2 separate regions of the Rattus norvegicus genome follow, and region 1 is linked to region 2. A link is a contact called in public Hi-C data. All regions are on one chromosome and are shown on one strand. The core of a region is the stretch at or near the end of the contact, and the rest is flanking DNA. Distances in the headings are between cores, read along the strand shown. Region 1 overlaps Ptpn3 (protein tyrosine phosphatase, non-receptor type 3). Region 2 holds the start of Abitram (actin binding transcription modulator).

Region 1 (4,031 bases), core at 186-2,685, 480 kb after region 2:
CTGGCCCAAATCTTGTTTCTAGATCAAAACCATGAAGTATTAAAATGGACCAAGAAATAGAAGTCACATTTTTTTTAACAGTACACAAAGAGAAAGTAACATTTTTTCGGAGATTTTACGAATAAATACTTCCCACAGTTAACGAAAGCATTAATAAATTTCAAGTTACAAGGGGAAGATACAACCCTGGAACTTGCTGGCCAAGCAGTCTAGCTCAATATGGAAACACCAGGCTCCGTGACATCATGTCTCAAAAAAACTAAGGTAGGGGCTAGAGATGACTCCGTGGTCGAATGTTTCCGGGGCTTGCAGAAGACTGAGGTTCCGGTCTTAGCACCCAAGCTGAGCAGCTCACAACACCTACAACACCAGCCACAGGGGGCCTAATGCCCTCTTCTGGCCTGGTTGCATACACGCTATTAACACAGAGACACGACAATAAAAATGTATCTTGGGTTGGGGATTTAGCTCAGTGGTAGAGCGCTTGCCTAGCAAGTGCAAGGCCCTGGGTTCGGTCCTCAGCTCTGAAAAAAAAAAAAAAAATGTATCTTAGTGGTGGTGCGCATTTTCAATCCCTGCACTCAGGAGTCAGAGGCAGGCAGATCTCTATGAATCTGAAGCCAGCCTGGTCTACACAGAGAATTCCAGAAAGCTGTGGCTATACAGACTCAAATAAGTAAATGGACTGAATAAGATAGGTGATAGATGGATAGACAGACAGACAGACAGGCAGACAGATAGAATGTTGGAAAATAAAAATAAAGAATAATGAAGGAAGATACCCAATGTTGGCCTCTGGCCAACCTGGCCATAAAGGTCCAGGATAATGAAAGGCTGATGGCTTCTGAGAAAGAATGCTGCCGCTTTCTTAGGTCACTTCCACCCCTTAGCTGAGGTTCTCCAGTGACTTCCACGTTGGAAAACTCACACATTACACAGCAAACACGCCATGACCTGCTGCGGATTACGCACAGCAAATGCTAATCCCAGGTCAGCTCCTGTTGGCTGCTGGGGGCCCAGCTGCAGCTCCTTCCCCGGGAGGAACGCAGAGAGTGTGCAGGGAGGAAAACTCTCTACTAACAGCTAAAAATACTCGAATGCCATCTAAAACACCCTCAAAGTGACTTGGCCTGTGTCCCCCTGTGGGATTATCTGCCCTGCTGTTTCTCGTCATCTGAAGTGAGAAGCCAGTGGGGACGTTTAGCCACACTTCGCTCCAGAGCGGGACTCAGCGGCCTGCACCAGGGCTTATGGGGCAGCCCCATGTGGGCACTGGGACAGCGCCACAGGAAGAACCTCTTGCCTTGCTTGGCTGCAGGAGGGGTGACTAACATGGAGGGTCAAACGCTGTCAAGTGCTTTGAACCGGTCAAGGCACAGCAGACAGATTTCTTAGAGGACAAGGCAGACAGTGGGGTGGGGACAGGGATAAGGAACCCCTTTGTGCTTAGCGAGATGACAGGGTGGAGTGACAGCCCTCCCATCTCTCTAGGCCCACCCAGTTTGGAGCTGGCTGCACAAACAGAAGACAGCTGGGGGACAGTGTTAGGCATGCACGCAGAACCCGCACGGAGCACTTGGGAGATTTCAGATTCTGTTTCAAGAGGTCGACCTCCCAGGAAAGCTTTGAACCCAACCCATTGAACTCAGGACAATGCAAGTCAGAAATAGACAGGTATAGAAGAGGCTCTTCCTGTGAGCTTCTGAGAGCAGGTAATGTGCAGAAAGTGGGTCGCAGAGACCGGGGGGGGGGGGGGGGGGAAGTAAGGTAGACACTGGCAGCAGCTTCTTCCACATGACTTCATGGGGTCTGGCCTGTTGTGTATGAACTTGACTATTTTCAGAATGCAGTACCGGTCCACCCTGAAGGCCTCTGGACCTGCCACCATGTCACAAGAGAGTCTTCACGGTTTATTTTTTTATTTTTTAAAAGATTTATGTATTTTATGTATATGACACGGTCATTGTCTTCACACATACCAGAAGAGGGCATCGAATCCCCATTACAGATGGTTGTGAGCCACCGTGTGGTTGCTAGGATTTGAACTCAGGACCTCTGGAAGAGCAGTCAATGTTCTTAACCACTGAGCCATCTCTCCAGCCGTCCCTTCATGGGTTTTTAAAAACCAATACAGGGGCTGGAGAGATGGCTCAGTGGTTAAGAGCACCTGACTGCTCTTCCAGAGGTCATGAGTTCAATTCCCAGCAACCACACAGTGGCTCACAACCATCTGTAAAGATCTGATGCCCTCTTCTGGTGTGTCTGAAGACAGCTACAGTGTACTTACAGATAATAAATGAATAAATCTTTAAAAAAAAAAAAAAAGAAGAAGAAGTGTGGCCTTGTGGGCCAATACAGCCCACCCAGTCCTCCAAGTTATCAGATATGCATCTGTCCATCCGTCCGTCTGTCCGTGTGTGTGTGTGTGTGTGTGTGTGTGTGTGTGTGTGTTGTGCACAATTATGACTGTGTGTGAAGGTCAAAGGTTGATGCTGTGACATCTTCAGTCACGTCTCACCTCATTTTTGGGACAGAATTTCTCACTGAACCCAAAGTTTACAGTTTCAGCCAGACAGGCTGTTCAGTGAGCCCGGTCTCTTCCCTCCCCAGCCCCTGTGCACGGTTACAGCCACATGTACCATCAGCCATTTTTTTGTGCTGAGGATCTGAACTCCGCATGCTTGTATAGCCAGCAAGCACTCCTCTACCCACCATCTCTCCAGCACATGAGGCAGTCTCCTCATGCATCAAAACTATCTTCTCATCTACCGTAATTATTATTTATATGTTTTGGGATGTCATTTATGTAACTTTGATTTATTATGTCACTAGCAACTGTAATTTATCGTACACCTGCAAAGTAGCTCTCAGCATCCACTGGCCTTGCCACCGAGGACCAGGCACTGCGGGGCGCCATGCCTGGCACACCCAGACCATCAACCAGTACCTGCACAATCACCTGACTCGGAGTTGGCACAACACCAAAGCCCTGTGAGCCTCTCGCCTCTGAACTAGAGAATAGTATCCAGGCGTCAATTCTGCTCAATTCTAGTTCCCAAAGGAATTAAGATAGAATCTCACGGGCGGTGGCGCACAACCTTTTGTTCCAATATCACCGAGGCTGAGGCAGGTGGATCTCTGTGAGTTGGAGGCCAGTCTGGTCTACATCAAATTCCAGGCCATCGGGGGATAAATGTACAGTGAGCCAATAGATAGATAGATAGATAGATAGATAGATAGATAGATAGATAGACAGACAGACACACAGATAGATGGACAGACAGACAGAGTGGGGGAAGGGAAGTACAGGTGGATCTCTGTGAGTTGGAGGCCAGTCTGGTCTACATCAAATTCCAGGCCATCGGGGGATAAATGTACAGTGAGCCAATAGATAGATAGATAGATAGATAGATAGACAGACAGACAGACACACAGATAGATGGACAGACAGACAGAGTGGGGGAAGGGAAGTACAGGTGGATCTCTGTGAGTTGGAGGCCAGTCTGGTCTACATCAAATTCCAGGCCATCGGGGGATAAATATACAGTGAGCCCATAGATAGATAGATAGATAGATAGATAGATAGATAGATAGATAGATAGATATAGATAGAACGACAGACAGAGTGGGGGAAGGGAAGTACAGGTGGATCTCTGTGAGTTAGAGGCCAACCTGGTCTACATCAAATTCCAGGCCATCGGGATAAATTTACAGTGGGCCCATGGATAGACAGACAGACAGACAGAGTAGGGGAAGGGAAGTTCAGAGAGGACAGACTAGACCAGGAAAACACAACATCGAGCCTTGCCAGCAGGTGCAATTGGCTCTATTTTCCTGGTACCTCCTTCTAGCCAAGCTCTCAAGACTGCTCGCCCACCACCAGAGTCTCTCTCAGGGACTGCTATGGTAGTCTCTCAGCCCTCTTCCTCCCTGGCTACTTTAGACTGAATGATTCTTAAGTTGGGCCACGTCAGGCTTCGATTCAGAGCTCTCAACATTACCCCGTGTAGAAGCCCACGGTGTGCCCAGGC
Region 2 (4,179 bases), core at 704-3,203:
ATCATTGCCATCCCAGAGGCAGGAGCATTAATCAGGCACGCTGCATCCTCAGACACAGAAGTCCAGCCCCAGGCCTCATCCTGAGTTTCTGGGCATCACTCTAGAGTCTGAGTCCCAGTGTTACAGGGCCTTTCTATGAGGTGTTAGGGCCTGATGATGCCGACATCTGCCCTAGTGTTGCTCCCTTCCCGTGGGAACTGCTTCCTTCAGCTTACCTTCTAAATTACTTGCTTTTCACTTTTTCCTTTCCTTCCTCCTAGAGCAGTTTAAATAATTCTTCATAATAAACCCTGCTGAAATACTGTGTGGCCTCTACTTTTCTGACTGGACCCTGACTGATAAAGCACAGCAAAGCAATCTGAGTTTTTAAAAGAATAGCTCGGGTCAGGTCTGGAAAGATGGCTCAGAGGTTTATTATGAGTGCTGGCTGCTCTTCCAGAGGCCCTGAGTTCAGTTCTCAACACCTACACAGCAGCTAACAAACATCTATAACTCCAGCTCCAGGGAGTCCCATGCCCTCTTCTGGCCTCCGAAGCCACTTCATGCACATGATAAAAGGCAAGCTCATTAGTCTCTCTAATGCCACAATTCTTTTAGCATGAACACTGACTTCTCTAAATTGTCATTCCAACACTCCTCACTCATTTAACTTTTTGGAGTTACATAGCCCTGTATTTTTCTCAGTGCTTTCAAGTTAGGAAAAGAGTATTTTCCAAATGATTGTAGGATCATAATCTGCTAATAGCCTTCCTTTGGCACCTCCTACTGCACCTCCCTGGGTTCCATGAATTCAACTTTTCTCCATCCACACATGTGCCAAAAAGTCCTTTCATACAACTTTGATCATGTCCTAAAATTCTGACCACTGCTCCATTTTCTCCCCGTGGTCCCCTACCTTCAGGCTTAGATAGCTCACTAAAGGGAAGATTAGATAAACCTATATACCTTGTAACTGAACAAGTCCAAACTGAACATTAAACTCACTATCACTCACTATCTCCTGATATTATCATAAGCTGACCCTTACATGCACATGAAATGCAACCTGAAAAACAGAGAACCTGCTGATCTCTTATCAAATAACAGCCTATCCTGGCTTGGGACTCATTGTCATCTCTGTTTCCACAAGCTAAAATTTGCCTACGCCTCTTTTTCTTTCACTTACACATAGAGGTATTCGCTGGTTATATATCATGGTTCTCAACATACAAACGAATCCTTTACACAATACCTAAGATCCGTTATGTGACTTACATCAAAACTTGCCAAATGTTAGGCCCTAGAAACAAAAGACTACACAATCACTGCCATCACAGAAATCCCGGGTTAGGCAAACCAGTTAGGAAAGCAAGAGATACACTGTTCCACAGAAATGACCCAAATGCGAGAAAGGATCCGCAGCACAGCACAAAGGCCTCTATTACCTATCACCTTCACAACGAACTAACCAATTAGCTGGTAGAGGTTTTATCTATATTCTGCAAGGAAACCAGCAATTGGGGAACAGGACCCTCATCCCCCGCAGCTGTGTCCCGCAGCGCCCCAGGTTGGATCCGGAGCAAAAGTATACACAAAACATCCGAAATTCGAAGAGAGAGGCTGTCCACGCTGCCCCGCCCGCGCGCGCAGACAGAGGCGCGTGCATCTTCCCTGCAGCAGGGCAGAACTGGCCCGCAAGACCAGGCCGCACAAAGCAGCTCAGACTGGAACGGACGAATGCTCACCTACAACGCCCTAGCGGAACTGCGCCCTCGCCTCAGTGCGCGGCTCCGAACCCTCACGGTACACTGGGTTTGGAAGGGAAACGCCAAAGCACACGGGAAACAAGAGACACGAACCACCGATGAGCGAAACCCGCCAGGTAGCACAAGAAAGGCGGCGCAGACGTGGTGTCACCCACGAGACGCACTAACTTGACGTCACCAGGTGGGTGTGGCCAGATGCACCGCCTCTGTAGATCCGAGGTCCTAGCCTGGTAGAGACAGAAGGACTTTGCTGTCTGTTGTCCCTCAGCCCTTTGACGCCCAGTTGTATTTGCCCAACAGTTGGACTTTGGCCCAGCAGCGCAAGTGACTGGGGTTGGGAAGGAGGTCGGCTGCGGGCCGGGGAGTCGCGGGCGCGCGCGTGCACAACGTTACCACGCGCCGGAAGTACTCTCCTGGACCAGCGGGATGGAAGAGCTCCCCTGCCCCGAAGCCGGGGTGGTGGCGCCAGAGGTAGTCATGTCTACCGAACCCCCAGCACCCTCCCTTGTAGATCGATACTTCACTCGCTGGTATAAAGCGGGTAAGTGCGGAATGGTGGTGAGCTCTGCTCTACCGCACAGGGTGGATGCCGCAGGTACTTCTGCCACGCGATGTAAGCCACCTGTGCTCTTCCTTGAGTTTCCTAGTCTCAGGATTACAGGTTCTATTTCCGACGTGGGAAGTGCAGTGCCATATGCGGGTTGTTGGCAGGAAAGGACGTGAACTAAACTAAGGAACTCAGCGTTAGTATATCTGGGCTTCCACACACTGCCAAGTGTTTGTGTGCTTGGAAGGATCAATCCTACGCCCAGTCGGGAAGAAACCTTAGGCGTGGAGAGAACATTAAGAGATGTTAAGGAACATCTAATGTTAAGAAGAAGCCGTGGGGGTTGGGGATTTAGCTCAGTGGTAGAGCGCTTGCCTAGGAAGCGCAAGGCCCTGGGTTCGGTCCCCAGCTCTGAAAAAAAAGAACCAAAAAAAAAAAAGAAGAAGCCGTGCATATTGTCCACTGGACGTTTTGAAGTAGGTTTCGCTGGTGTTCTTTGTGCCCAGAAAATACCAATACCACTTTTGGGGACCCTCCTCTAGCCTCTACCTTAGCCTTTTTAATTCAGGGAAACTGGTATGCCCACACACGGCGTTTAGGATAAGCAACCTTCCTAGTTCTCTTTAGGACTGAATTTTCCAAAAATGTGATTTTTTTATAACATCAAGACAGCCCCACAAAACAACACCACAATGTAAGCAACGTGATTCTTATAATAGTGTTTCTCTAATGGAAATAATAGGTCTCATCTTAAAGTGAGAAGATGGAGAAGTTAATAATCTTACCTGCCTTAACATTGAATAAAGGATTCTATCTGGATTAAGCCATTTAAACTACTTAATAGCCTTTATTTACTTTGACCACTGTGATCAGCTTCATAATGAACTATGGTAATCACATGGTAATAGTAAACACTAATTCAACAACCAGCAACTCATTTATTCCTCTAGATGTTAAAGGAAAACCCTGTGAGGACCACTGTATACTCCAGCACTCCAACCGGTAAGCAAACCAGGAATTAGAAATTATCAACACTGTCCTTCTGGTAGTTAGTCTGGTATGGTCTTGGGTTGGTTTTGAGCATTCATGAAATTGTCTTCTACAGTGTTGAAATGATATTATAGGAGTGTGGTGGGAAGAACATGTCTTGTTGGGTCATGTACTGCTTAGCCAACCTGTACCAACCACTGTACTGCTGGACCTATAGAATGGCTCCTTGTGGAGGCATTTGTCATGTTCTGTGTCCACAGTCTTGCCATGCTTCTCTGCTACCCTAGCTTACTAAAGACTTGTACTGCTCCCTTTCCTGGGAAGGAGATTCAACTCTATTCTCTCCTTTTCTGTATTATGTTCCAATCACAGCAGAGATAACTGGACTGAACAACGGTCAGGTTGGATAGTCACCCTCAGCAGGAATACTGTTACAGGAGGAGGTTTCTGGCCGCCATGCCACAACATAGGATTGACTGTTTTTCTCCTTGTAGAATATGCGTCATCACACTGGCAGGATCTCATCCCGTTCTTCAAAGTGGCAAAACTATTAAAAGTATTTCCTATCAGATCAGTAACAATTGTAGCAGACTTCAGAACAAAGTATCTGGGAAATTTAAACGGGTATGTTTCTGTAATCCTGTGATTTTTTTTCTTTTCTACTGAGATTTTCTATATTCATACTATGATGGATCCAGTCAGCCATAAGACTTTTTCTAGCAGTTCAATGTAGGTTTTCAGTAAAAACATGCTATACACTTCCACCCCACACCCCCACACACAAGTGTATCAAGATGTATAGTGTCTATCAGTAGGTTCTTCCCTCCATTCTTCTTATCCTCAAGGGATGAGATGGAAGATGGGCCTTGGCCTTGGCCTGCAATCCCACCTCTTGGG

What was found. A called contact is a pair of places that touch in the nucleus more often than the background predicts.
Region 1: a contact with region 2 is called in a Hi-C map of Schwann cells, with 5 times the contacts expected there. The contact joins the enhancer-like site here to the promoter of Abitram in region 2. A contact is called at or near these places in 2 of 12 Hi-C or Micro-C datasets (the A7r5 cell line and Schwann cells).

What each region holds. Positions count from the first base shown.
Region 1 is chr5:76,782,481-76,786,511 of GRCr8, forward strand. Ptpn3 (protein tyrosine phosphatase, non-receptor type 3) reads right to left here. Exons shown (of 26, transcript NM_001100754.1): 3 at 1-18. Among named protein-coding and RNA genes, the nearest start is that of Ptpn3, 37 kb to the right of the region's middle. Within about 2 kb of position 1,436, at least 4 of the 93 cell types and tissues checked have an H3K27ac peak or open chromatin away from gene starts, as enhancers often do. A contact at or near this core is called in Schwann cells, where this site is marked.
Region 2 is chr5:76,299,101-76,303,279 of GRCr8, forward strand. It overlaps Abitram (actin binding transcription modulator), which reads left to right and starts at 1,954. Exons shown (of 6, transcript NM_001399504.1): 1 at 1,954-2,286; 2 at 3,243-3,294; 3 at 3,777-3,906. The coding sequence starts at 2,172. Elp1 (elongator acetyltransferase complex subunit 1) reads right to left here and starts at 1,885. Exons shown (of 37, transcript NM_080899.2): 1 at 1,725-1,885.